2 separate regions of the Rattus norvegicus genome follow, and region 1 is linked to region 2. The links are chromatin contacts, called in public Hi-C maps. All regions are on one chromosome and are shown on one strand. The core of a region is the stretch at or near the end of the contact, and the rest is flanking DNA. Distances in the headings are between cores, read along the strand shown.

What was found. A called contact is a pair of places that touch in the nucleus more often than the background predicts.
Region 1: a Hi-C map of frontal cortex shows a contact between it and region 2, with 1.4 times the contacts expected there. The contact joins two enhancer-like sites. A contact is called at or near these places in 2 of 12 Hi-C or Micro-C datasets (Schwann cells and frontal cortex).

The regions. Positions count from the first base shown.
Region 1 is chr6:34,083,444-34,089,529 of GRCr8, forward strand. The region is part of intron 1 of Klhl29 (kelch-like family member 29); the gene reads right to left. Among named protein-coding and RNA genes, the nearest start is that of Klhl29, 24 kb to the right of the region's middle. Within about 2 kb of position 4,293, at least 5 of the 93 cell types and tissues checked have an H3K27ac peak or open chromatin away from gene starts, as enhancers often do.
Region 2 is chr6:33,998,416-34,004,989 of GRCr8, forward strand. All of the region lies in intron 2 of Klhl29 (kelch-like family member 29), which reads right to left. LOC134479335 (a long non-coding RNA gene) reads left to right here and starts at 763. Exons shown (of 3, transcript XR_010052512.1): 1 at 763-1,186; 2 at 1,466-1,550; 3 at 1,896-4,868. Within about 2 kb of position 4,151, at least 35 of the 93 cell types and tissues checked have an H3K27ac peak or open chromatin away from gene starts, as enhancers often do.

The DNA of each region.
Region 1 (6,086 bases), core at 3,043-5,542, 85 kb after region 2:
TCAAGAAGTCACTATAATCCTTGTATTAGCAAGAATCTTATACCTTACGTACAGTTCACAGGTCACTTCTCCTGACCCCTTTCTACTCCTACCAGTTTCTTCCACACATCCTGCACCTCACCTTTCCCCCAAATGAATAGAGAACTACAGGCGTTTTCCTGATGGCAAACAAGAAAATTGCCCAAAGAAGCCAGTCATCTTCAAATGTCAAAAACATCTAGTGTGCGAATCACTTTTAAGTAAGAGCATGGAAATTTGGCAAGGTGACAAGCAGTGGTTTACAACATTTAAAGGTGACTTAGAAACAGACAACCAGTCAGAAGGAGAGAGAAAAGGGCACCTGGGCCAGCCCAAACCTGCCATCTCCCATGACAGGCCCAACACTGGCCATTTTCCCATTTGTGAATGGATACCTGGGCTGCAAGCTATCTGAAGAGAGACAAGTGATCCTCGGAACCTCGTGGGGGACAGCCTGGCCGGCCTGGAAGAGAACTTTTACAGTACTGACCTTTGACCCCTGCATTAGCTTGATGCTGGCACCTACTTCCTTCTTTCCCATCTGATGAATGCAGGATGATTCGCTTTTAAAGGAACTGTGAAATGCTTTTTGTCCAGGCCCAGGTGTTTGGGAAACTTTCCAAGATGCATCCGGTCCACAGTGTTGTTTAGTGTCCCTGATTCTCATAGCTCTACTCTGTCTCTAAGAATTCTGGGTCCTTCTTTCAAGATTGTAATCCTCTTTCCTCTTCCCAGCTTTGGAGTGTGACCCATGAAACAACACTGACCCACATCAGCATCGGTTAGCAGACTCCTACCGCTGTCCTTCTCTGTAGTCCAGGAGGCATCGACGCTGTAGGGCCATGGATTCAGAGCAATGGTATGGACTTGTTTGCATTAACCCTATAATTCCTCAATCACTGGCAGACTCTGAGCAGAACCAGGCATGACATGGGCAGTCAACAGACCTTGCTAGGCTCTGACGTCATTCAGAGTGCTGAAGGGAGGCCAGCTCTAATTGTCCTAGGTCAGAGCCATGTGGCAGTTCCTAAGGAGCCTAAAGGAACTAAAGGTCACACCAATGTCCACGTGAGTCAGAAAACATCCATGACTAAAATCTTGGCCCCCCCCTAGTGTGTTGGTTACTAGACTGGGCCTGCGTATAGCTTACGTGATCCTGACTAGAATCTATCTGTACGTTGCCTAAAGAGTCCTAGGAGACCCTCAGAGTCAATCACTCAACATTGCTGACACTTGGGAGCTGCCATTTTCACATCTGGGGAAAGTGACATCAGATGTTATCAGTACCTATTAAAATCCTAGCCCAAGCCTTCATGCCCCAGTGCAGGGAGAACAAGGATATTTTTGTCTTGTTTCATCTCCTGACAGCAGGAAGACTGAGAAAACTCTTCCGGCATATGTAACAGAAGGAAATCGGGCCTGCCCATGGCTCTCTTCTTGAGGTCTTGCTTAAACTGTTCACCTTGGCTGCTTAGACACCCTAACCCACACTCCTGTATCCCCTCCATGGATGGTTACCTGGACCTCTGCTTCTACTCTTGACACGCCCCTTTCCAAGAGACGTGATATGCTCCAGCCACAGATACCTCTCCATGTCCCCCCCAGGACTTCCTGCTTCTTCTGCCCTCACATGTCCCCACCCTAATCCCCAGCTCCTTCTAAATCACCCACATCCTTAGTTACCTTAGCTCAGCTGAATGCTACCTCCCTCACCTGGCCTCACAAGGGATTTTGGATATCCTTCCTTTTCAATATTTGTCCCATTAGTATTCTAATCCTGTCAGCTTTATTTAATGAGTACTTATTGAATGTCCAATGTATATGTGATGTCGAATTTTAAGAAAAGTTAATTTTCTTCCTGGCCTAGGTACAAGATACATTTTAAATATATTTAAATATATTCAATATATTTTGAAGTTCGTGGTTCTGGACTGGGCCCTGAGGGAGGGTGAACTCAGGACAGATGAGAGGAAGGGAAAGAGAGGTTCTCCGGCTTCCCACTCTGAAGTCAGGAGTATCCTTCAAGAGAGGACTTGGGAGTCTGGAGAGTGACCAAGAGTTGGCATCCAGGGTTCCTTAGCGTCATGTGTTAATCTTAAGCTCTGCTGCAGCAGTACCTGGTGATGGCACACAGGAGATCTCTTTCCCAGCCAGGAAAGCATCACCTCTGGAATTAGGGAGTGGCTGGTTATTGGTGGACTGGGGGCAAATAGCACGTCCCTTAGCACTAAGATGCCACCCACCACAAACTGCACGGGCGATCTATGCAAATGTATGTCCCTGACCCTACTCACTCTTAATGAGCCAGACTTAGACATTTGACTGCCCACCGTGAATCTTAGGGGCCCTCTCAGCTCAGTCCTTAGTAGAACTTATTTCTCTCCTTACACCCGGTGGGACCCAGATATTGAACTCAGGTTACCAGGTCTGTTAGAGACAGATGCCTTTACCACTGAGCCATCTTACCTGCCAAAAGTGACACACTCTTAAAAGCCAGCAAAATCGGTCCGCATCCGACAATTAGGACAGATTGTGTGGTAAGTGGCCAGCAGAACTCTACAATGGCATCTCCCTGCTCCGTACTCCCTGTCAAATTAATTCACTGATGCTAAGGCATCAGTGGCTGCCTCTCTTTTGTTAAAGTCTCATAGTCGCTCCCATACATGAACCTCTCTGCTTAGTCCACTATCCACCCTACCTCTAGCACAGAGGGTTTTTTCTTTAGACATTTTTATTGGATTTTTTAAATTTACATTTCATATGTTATTCCCTTTCCTGATTTCCTCTCCAGAAACCGGCTGTCTCCCTCTACTTCTATGAGGGTATTCCCCACCCATCCACCCACTCCCTCCCACCTCCCTGCCCTGACATTCCCCTACACTGGGGCATTGAGCCTTGACAGGACCAAGAGCCTCTCCTTTCACTGATGCCTGACAAGGCCATCCTCTGCTACATATGCAGCTGGAGCCATAGTTCCATCCCTGTGTACTCTGGGATGGTGCTTTAGTCCCTGGGAGCTCTGGGGGAGGGGTCTGGTTGGTTGTTATTTTTGTTGTTCTTATGGGGTTGCAAACCCCTTAAGCTCCTTCAGTCCTTTCTCTAACTCTTCCATTGGAGACCCTGTTCTCAGTTCAATGGTTGGCTGTGAGCATCGGCCTCTGTATTTGTCAGGCTCTGGCCAAGTCTCTCAGGAGACAGCTATATCAGGCTCCTGTCAGCATGCACATTTTGGCATCAGCAATATTGTCTGGGCTTGGTGGCTGCATATGGGATGGATTCCCCTTCGGTCTTTGCTCCACACTTTGTCTCCATATTTCCTCCTGTGAGTATTTTTGTTCCCCCTTCTAAGGACCGAAGCATCCACACTTTGGTCTTTCTTCTTCTTGAGCTTCATGTGGTCTGTAGCACAGAGTTCTTAACCTGTGGGTCGCAACCTCTTTGGAGCCAAATGCCCTTTTCGTGATCTGCAGATGTCTTGCATATCAGACATTTACATCATGATTCATAAAAGTAGCAAACTTACAGTTATGAAGTAGCGACAAAATAATTTTATGGTTGGGGGGGGGTCACCACAGCATGAGGAACTGTATTAAAGGGTCACAGCGTTAAGAAGGTTGAGAAGCAACTGCTCTAGCCCATCCCCCCTTAAAACTCAGCTGTAACAGTTATATCAAGGTTAGCAGCTCTTTTAAGTCTCAGATCAGTCACCACCCACTCTCTGAATCTGAGACGAGGCAAGGCTCCATGTAAAGGCACAGTGTATCTTCCTTCCTGGTGTCACTGCTGCCAGTGCTGCCTGATAAACATTTTCCAGCAGAACTAAGTCCAATGGTTCTCAAACTTCCTTATGTGACCCTTTAATACGGTTCCTTCTTGTGGTGACCCCCAACCCTAAAATTATTTTTGTTGCTACTTCACTATAGTAATTCTACTACTGTTATGAATTGTAATATAAATATCTGTGTTTTTCAATGCTCTTAGGCAACCGCTGCAAAGAGGTATTTTGGGACCCACAGGTCGAGAACTGCTATCCTTGTGTGAAAGGACCAGCCATCCTTGTGTTGTTTGCCCAGTTCTAGTACCGCACACAGCGTTGGGCACCCAGAAGGCACTCGGATATTTGTTGAAGCTTGAAATAATGGGTTTGGGTTTCTATCGAGGGACGACATGCTGCCTTGCAGTCTGGCTTCATAGGAGACAGTTACAACACAGAGGCATTGCTGACGGCAACATATTCCTTCCGAGGAAGGTTTTCAAGTGGGAGAAAAACAACCTTCCCCAACTGGCATAGGAATCCAAGAGTAAAAGATGAGTTGTTCGTCCAACAGAGGAAATGCACACGATTGGAACATTCGCAAGCCGTCTGTGTGGGATGTGGGGAGATCCCACCCCCACCTGACGCCATATGCCAGGGAGAACCGGGTAGGAGAAATTCTTCCTCCACTCCAGAGAGGAGGTCTTAATGTGGAGAAGGTGACAGCACCAAGTGAGCCTGGGATAGGGTCTGGGCATGAAGTGTGTTTGAAAGTACAGCCATATTCCTGGCCATTCCTTCTCTCTGTTTCTCCCTTCAAGGTTGGTTCCGTTTAATGCTGTGAATGACAATTTTGAGTATCCACCGGGGATCAACTCTAGGAGCATGGGATGCCTTACTGTTTCTTCGCATTCGAGTTTGTCTGGCTGTGAGCGTACATCTGGGTAAAGTAAAACCCAGTGCTAATATCAATCAGTAGGGCTCTCTCTACTCATCTGGGACAGACATCCAGAGCCAGCTCCCATGTGATTCTTTATGACCAGCTCTTTCCACTCTCTCACAAAGCAGGGTTGTGAACCGCAAACACCTATCTACAGATTGTCCCCTTTCAGCCCACCAGAGTCACCATGGCTACTTACTTCAAGGGAGGCCTAAAAGCAACTACGATTCATGATGAGATGGTATGCCCCAAGAAAACCCATTTCTAGGTCTTGGGTCTCGAGTCAGAAAGAAACTACATTGGAATGTGTACAAGAGGCCATTAGCCTTCAAAGAAATATAGATGCCTGAAAACTGTTAATACCAGCTTTCCTAGATACTATGGATTGAATATACGAAAATTATCAGCATCTTTCCAGAGCCTTGAAAAAGTCTAGTCATCTGACAGTCAGGGGAGGCACATACCTTTATTCCCAGCACTTGGGAGGCAGAGATGGGCAGAGATCTCTGAGTTTGAGCTAGCTTGGTCTACTGAGCAACTTCTGAGACAGCCAGGGCTACACAGAGAAATCCTGTCTTGAAAAACCAAAACCAAATCAAAAAAAAAAAAAAAGAAAGAAAGAAAAAAAAGAAAAAGAAAACAAAGCAAAACAAAACAAAACAAAAGCCTAGCCAAAATGACTTCAGTAACAAAAGAAATATATTAACAGCTTTTCCTATTCATCAGTAAGGAATCAGTAGAGAACAGGGTGAGGCAAGACAGACAGATCTCTAACTCTATGCAACGTCTAGGGATGAGGTTTTTAAAGAACAGTGCAGAGCTCTTATGAGGAAACTCACAGATGTTTACCGAGCATATGAAAGCAGGTTCAAATAAACAGAGTAAATGGAAGCGCATATTCCTGAAGGAGAAGACTCAATATTGTCGGTAGGATGTCAATTCTTTATAAATCAATTTATAGCTATCATCTAATTCAGGCAGACATCATGTCACGTTAACTCAACAAGCTGTTTTTTTTTTTAGTTTGGAGAAAAAAGATGACTGTAAAGTTCAACTGGTCTTCTAGTTGTGTCAGATACAGTAGCCAACAATTATTTCTGGAAAATAATACTGCCAGAGATAGTCTGCACTACCAGGTTTTAATACGCAAATAAAAATTCTATAATTAAAACAATGTGGTTTCGTATTTGGTCAGACTGGAAGGAATAAATGGGCTAAAAATACATGCTTGCCTACAAGAATTTAGTGTAAGAGAGGCAGTGATTTAAATCAGTAGGGCCAACAAAAAAAAAAATCCTTTCCTAATCAGAGCTGGAAGAATTAGCCATTAAGAAAAAGTTAAATTTCTCTTATGGCTGAGAACAAAACGAGAAA
Region 2 (6,574 bases), core at 2,901-5,400:
ACGATGCAGGTGTGAACACCATTATGGTGGTAGCCAATACATGGCTAGACCCCAGAAAGCAGGAGCTGGCTTGTTCTTAGTGGAAACACATGTGTGGGAGGAGTCAGACGTCCAGCTGTGTGACATTCTGTGTCCTCCTTCTCTGGCCTTTGAGGCCGCTACTTTGAACACCCTGCCATCGTTTCACTACATCGCAGCAACCGAGGAGGAGCTAGAACCCAGCACCTGCCATTTAGGCCACTGTATTAAAAGGGATAGGGCCGGAGTCCTTGGCAAAAGAATGGAGTGACACAAATTACCAAGTGATGACTATGAGAACGGTGGCTCTCAGGACTGGGGGTGAGTGCTCCCGTGGCCGTCCTCCGTGTGGGGACTGTCTTCATTGCAAACTGGAGGCAGAGGACCTTATTTCACTAAGGAACACAGCAGGTGTGAGGCAAAGGCATCATGGTGACAGGTCCGCACGGTCGAAGGGCCAGGATGCAGGGCTTCCTGCACCTTCAGTGTCTCTAAGAAATGCCAGTCCATCATCTCTAGTCATGGAAGAATCTCACTCAAGAGCCTGTGAGGGAAAGCAACCAGATTCTGACCATCAGGAATATAGCTGGACCTGCCCACTGCTCCTGGAAGAGCTGGCCTGTTTTCTCACTGATTTCTTGAAAGGAAAGGCAAAAGGATTGCAGGGGCTCTCAGCTCAAAGCACCCTGTTGTTGAGAGACCCGGTGTGGAGCTGCGGAATGAAGCTGAAGTCCTTTCCTTACTCTGGAGGCTGGTCCTTGTGGTCAGCCACAGGCTGCAGAGGAAGAGGGAGAAGCTGACCTAATTAGCTATGCCTAGAGCTGCCTGGTGACTGTGGTGACAGAAGGAATATCTTTTCAGAGACCTCCAGGCCTGGGGTGTGGCTTCTGAACTGGGCCAGGCATCTCGTGAAGCCCAGACATTGGGGATGTGAACCTAGAAGCACATCTAGGTCTAAAGTCCCCGCCTGTCTCTGGTCTTTCTTCTGAACCACACAGAGAGGCTGTGTTCACGATGCTCTCTACGAGTGTTTGGGGTGATCTGAATAACTCGGTCTTGAGAACCCGTTGAGGACGCAGTGACGGCATCCTGTGTGCTTTGCTGTCCTGAGAGTTGCTCAGACAGTGTGACGAAAATGTCTCCCTTGAGAGGAGATGGATGGAACCAGGTAATGGCAGGAGGGGAGTAGAAGGGCAGGGGAGGCAGCACACACCCTGCTTGATGAAGGGGAGCTGCTGAGGACACCGAGGGGGAGGAGGAGGGGGAGTCTAGGGACCCGGGGACTGCAGGGCCCCAGTATCCCATCTAAGCAGGGGGAATGTCTAAGCACAGTTCTGGGGACACCTCCTGGAAGCAGGAGAAGCAAACAGTCTACAGGGCTGGGGAACAATCTGGGGAGAGTGTTTAATGAACCCCCTGAATATTAGGGTCTCAACTGTCTCCTCAGGATCCCGCAGGACCTTAGGTTCTCCACTTGGGAAGGCTTATGCCAACCACAGAATCAAAGGGACAATGGCAAACTACCTTGAAAGGTAAGAAATGTTCAACCTTAGCCCCTGGAAGTCCGTAATAAGAGAAAAGAAAGGGTTTTTGGAGGAAGGAGGAGGGAGTGAAAGGGCGGGGGATGTTTGTTCCCGGGTAAAGTAAAAGATGAACGATGCTCTGAGGATTAGGGGGTGGCACATTAAAGATGCATAACCCGGAGGGGTTTCGCGTGAGCTGCTTGGGAGAACAGGTGACGGTGGCCATCAGTAGAGGCCCCCCAGTCACCTACTGGCTCAAGGACGGCCCTCCTCCAGAACGTCAGAACTTTGAGTTTAATCTGGCACTGGACAGGTGGGATCTTTAACCAGCCCCACTCATACCCATTTCTCTAGCTCCAACTGTAAGTGGGAGCCGTGACCCTTCCACGAGAAGACTGGACCTCTGTCCTAGACCCAGCCCGCTATCTCCTGACCCCCAGCCTTCGTGGACATAAACATTCTGACCTTAACCATGGAAACTACAGTGTAGCCACAGAGCAGTTAGAGCTGGTGAAGTCAGCTACATATTCACAGCGACTCTTGCGCCCTGGGCTCTGCTCTGGAAGACTGTGGCTGATGGCCACCGAGCACCTGCTTTGAGTCTTGCCCCAGCTTCATCCAAATGAGAGGATTTATAGGTCCTTGACATTTGTCCCTTAAAGACTTGAATATTAATTCAACAAGTTTGACTGAAAAGCACTTCTAAAATGTGTTAGACCTGGATGACCACAGATTGTTCCAAAGAACGCTTGCTTCATTGCCTCTGAACTCGAGTGGCCTCTGAGCAGGCTCCCAGGGATCACCGTGAAGGCTGAATGGTTCCTGCTCCATGGTCTTTGGCTAGCTCCAAGAGCAATTTTTCTGTGAACTTCATAGGCAGCGGGCTAGAACAAGACAACCCTGAGAAGGGGTGGGGGTGGGGACGATGGGCAGAGCTTGGTCCCTCTTCCAACATAAACAGAGTCAGCAATGTGGGCAGGGTCTGGAGCTTTTGGAGACTCAGGTCTGGAAGCTGGGCTCAAAGACTTTGTCCCTTTCCTCCCCGCTCACTGGGGGCCTTTCTCAGGAGCTTGAGGGGAGCCAGAGTACACCCGAGGACGGCCCCTGCCCAAGGGAAGCGGCCATGAGTGCACAGTGCTGTACTGTGGATAACAGGGCTTTTTGACAGTCTTGGTTCGGCTCCCAAGGCCGGTGACAGTGACACGATGATGAATGTGCATAAATCCCACACCACTGACGGAGGGGAGCATCTACGACCGGTCTGAGTATCTAAAACCTAAGCGTTTGCAGTCTAATTGGCAGTGATCACAGCCAACACTTAAAGGAACATGTATCTTAAGTGACCATTAGTCCAACATCTGCATTCTGACAGGGTCACTGAGGAGCGGGCAGTTTGTCAAAGGTCAGAGTCATGCGAGAGCCCTAGCAAGAGAGCAAGGGGTGGGCCTGGGCCTCCTTTACCCCCCAACCCAGGACTCAGGCCCCTTGGGTGCTCCAGGCAGGCAGCAGCTTCTGCTGTTGTTCTCCCCTGCTGCAGTCCTGTGCATTTTAATTGCTTACACGTTCTCTTCTCATACCCTGGGGTAATTTTACAAAGGGCACAACTCTGACATTCAAAAAAGAGCACATACATTCTAAGGCCATTTAAATCCCTTTGATTAAAGAGGAAAATAACAATTGCGAGAGAGACGCTCGTGCTTGTGACACACACACACACATAACACGCACACCACATACACACACACACACACCACACATACCACACCACACACACACACACCACACACACACACCACACCACACCACACACACACCACACACACACACACACACACACACACACACACACACACACACACACACACACACACACTCTTAATCTTGGCTATTCCAAACAGCCCTGAGCCATGGAATTTTTAACCATTTGAACCAGACAGAAAGAATCACCTGCCGAGGGTCACAGAAGAGAGACTCACGAGGGCCTAAAATCAAACAGCAGTCTGGCTGTTCTTGCTTGGTGTCTTGAAAGTCAGCAGTCTGACTGATTCTATCTGGAAGCGTTCGCACACAACACCCAGGAGAGTGCAGATTAGGATTTCCCTGGGGCAGGGGTGGGGGGTCACCAAGGGTGCAGTTGGAGCACAGTCCCTGTAAGCAAATGGAGTGGCCACTGGCATGAGAAGAGAAGGCAAGCGAAGGGGTCGGATGGTGGTTTGAACGCTCACTGACCAGCCAGTGACCTGAGCAGGTTGGTCACACAGGTGGGCTCACGGGGCTTTGCTTTTGTGTGTGTGTGTGTGTGTGTGTGTGTGTGTGTGTGTGTGTGTGTGTATGTGTGTGTGTGTGTATGTGTGTGTGCGCGCACGCCTGGGGTATGTATAGAAAGTCAGGATGAAGAGGCACAGATAACCAGAGCCACCTCTGTCCTCTCCAGGCCTCAGGACAATAACCACATCTCAGGAGCCAGAAAGTCTGGGGCCAACACAAAGGGAAGTGGTGGATGGGAGGGGGTGCTGAAAAATCTCTATTCCCTCACAGGAGAACCGCCCACCAGCGAGCCTCGGCCTGCACAGCAGAGTCTCGGGAACACACTGTTCTCTTTGTTGGAGCAGAAATCTGTTCAGTGTTGATTATGCAGGCCGATGAGTGGGCCTCTCTCATTTTTTCCTCTAATCTGGAGTCCTACTCAGCGGGCACAATCGCAGACAAACGATCCTGGAAACAGAATAAGCTTTCTTGCCATCCCTTGTTCTGGAGGCACTGGGAGTGCCTGCAGTTCCAGGTAGAAACATGCCACTGACTAGACTTCAGGACCTCTGAGTCCCAGCCAGGGGACCTCACAACATGGAAAGAATGCCCTTCTGACCTGCCTACAACGATGGAATCCGGTGCCCAGGAGAGAGCAGCAGACTGTCCTCAGAGGAAGACGTTCGTTTTCCAAACTCAGGTGAAGTTTTAAAAGCCACCACGCTAAAAGGCGTGTTCAAAACAAATCACTCACTGCTTCTGGTTTGGGATGTTGGCCTCCAAGGCGGTGGATGGAAATGTTCCTTTTCCTGACAGGGATGTATGCAACAGAGGTCGGCACAGGTCCATGCAAGACTGATTGAATCGCATGCCTTAGATCTGGACTTATTTCTGTATAAAAGTTATAAAAAGAATTCTGTTTAGAGGAGTTTCAGGCCATCTGTCAGGGTAAGGTAAGAGATGCAGGTCAGAGAACTTTCTGGATAAGAATAGCAACGTTGTAAAGATATAAAAATAGTTTTGCTATTTGGAAAGGGTAACGCAAAAGATTAGTAAATAAAAAAAATCTAATTATTTAAATTCTTTTGTCAATCCGTGCTTTCAACCCAGACATCAGGGAGGACATCAGGTACAGCGCTGAGACACTAATGAACGGAATAAGTTTGATCCAGGGTGGTGCCCTGCATGTTCACATTGCAGGACTATTTCCACGCTGTCAGCCCTAACTTTACACAGTCTGCCTGGGCTGGATCAGCCCTATCCTCACAAAGCAGCGGTCCCCACAGGGCCTTGAAGCCAGGCTCCCATCAATGTGGATGACTCCAAGCCACAGACCCAGAGGAGCTCAAAGCCCATCAAGAGACAGAACCCAAGCTCTCCATCCAGCCTGCAAATGAAAGCTGGTTCACATGACCCTGTGGGGAGGCTCTAGGTATCTGTGGCACGAGTCTGGACCAGCAGCCTCTCTGAGACTCAGAGTGACTTCTGCATCTCAGATCTCCAAGATGACCCGGTTCATCCCGGGACTGCTGCCCCTAAACTAGTACAGGAAGCAATTTGAGCTCATCAAGACGGTTACAGCACGCCCAGGCCTGGAGATGCTCTGTGGCAGACAAGCAGATGCCAGTTCCACTTCTGTTCTCAGGGAAAAAGCGGCATAATCATGATTTATCAAGACATTCATATCTCGTGAAGTGTGTCAGAGTGCAGCCTTGGGCAGTGGACTCAGAGGGGCCTTTCTATGCCACATGTGTGATCCCCCTCCCCTCCATTTCCAAACTGAATGAAAAAGATGTGGGGTTGAGAAATTGGGCTTTTAAAAATTATACTTCCAAACATACAAGTGTCCAGTTTCGAAAGCAAAACAAACAAACAAACAAACAAACAAACCAACCTAGACAATTCCCAAAATATCAAATAGGTTCTTAAATCAGAAAAAGTATGTTAAAGGGACCCCTGAGTCACATCAACATCCTGTGGTCACTGTTGGGCATTTCTTCAACTTTCAAGAGGGGGATGAGGGGCGGGGGATGGGGAGGGAGAAGAAGGTGGTAATTAGTGGTCTCTAAGCAGTGAGGACATGGCTTTCCTGATGCTGATTGCAGCTGTCAGAAACACAAAGCTAGGACTTAATAAAATGCAACCAGGTGGAAGTGTAAATTCACAAAGCATAAAGCATCAGATGCACCAACACAAGCAGGAACCACGGTGGGAAGCAAAACGTTCTTCGTACCTCGCAATACTTAACCTGCAGCTTTATTCTCTCTACCCTTTCTTCTGACTCGTGAAGAGTTCTTCACGTTCTTCCTAGACTTCAGATGTCTGCTGCTTACCTCAATTCTCCCTCTCCATGAAGACATCCGGGACATCTGCCTCTGGGCATCCTTGGCTACCATGAATGTATCCCACTGTGTCCTTCCTTGCTGGTGCACTAAGTACCTTCTCCTTCCTTTCTGCCTCCCTGGCCATGCTGGGAAATGCTACAAAGAGAGATCCTCAGTCACTGCTAACTCTTTGGTGGAAAGCTCACGCTCAGCTGACTGGTGAAGGGGGCAGCGATAAGAATTTGCAGGTACAAGAGCATCACCTGGAGCAAGATTCTTATAGTGCTGAGTCTGAAATAAACACACTCAACAAACCAGGAGGCTAGCGTGCCTAGTGAAAACCAATGTGTCCTACTGATATGTTCTCTGAACCTCAACAAGTCATCTAGACGCAGCACATGGGAGAAGATGTGGCACAACCACAGCAAGGTTGCTACACCGCTTTGGTACCCTTACTCACTA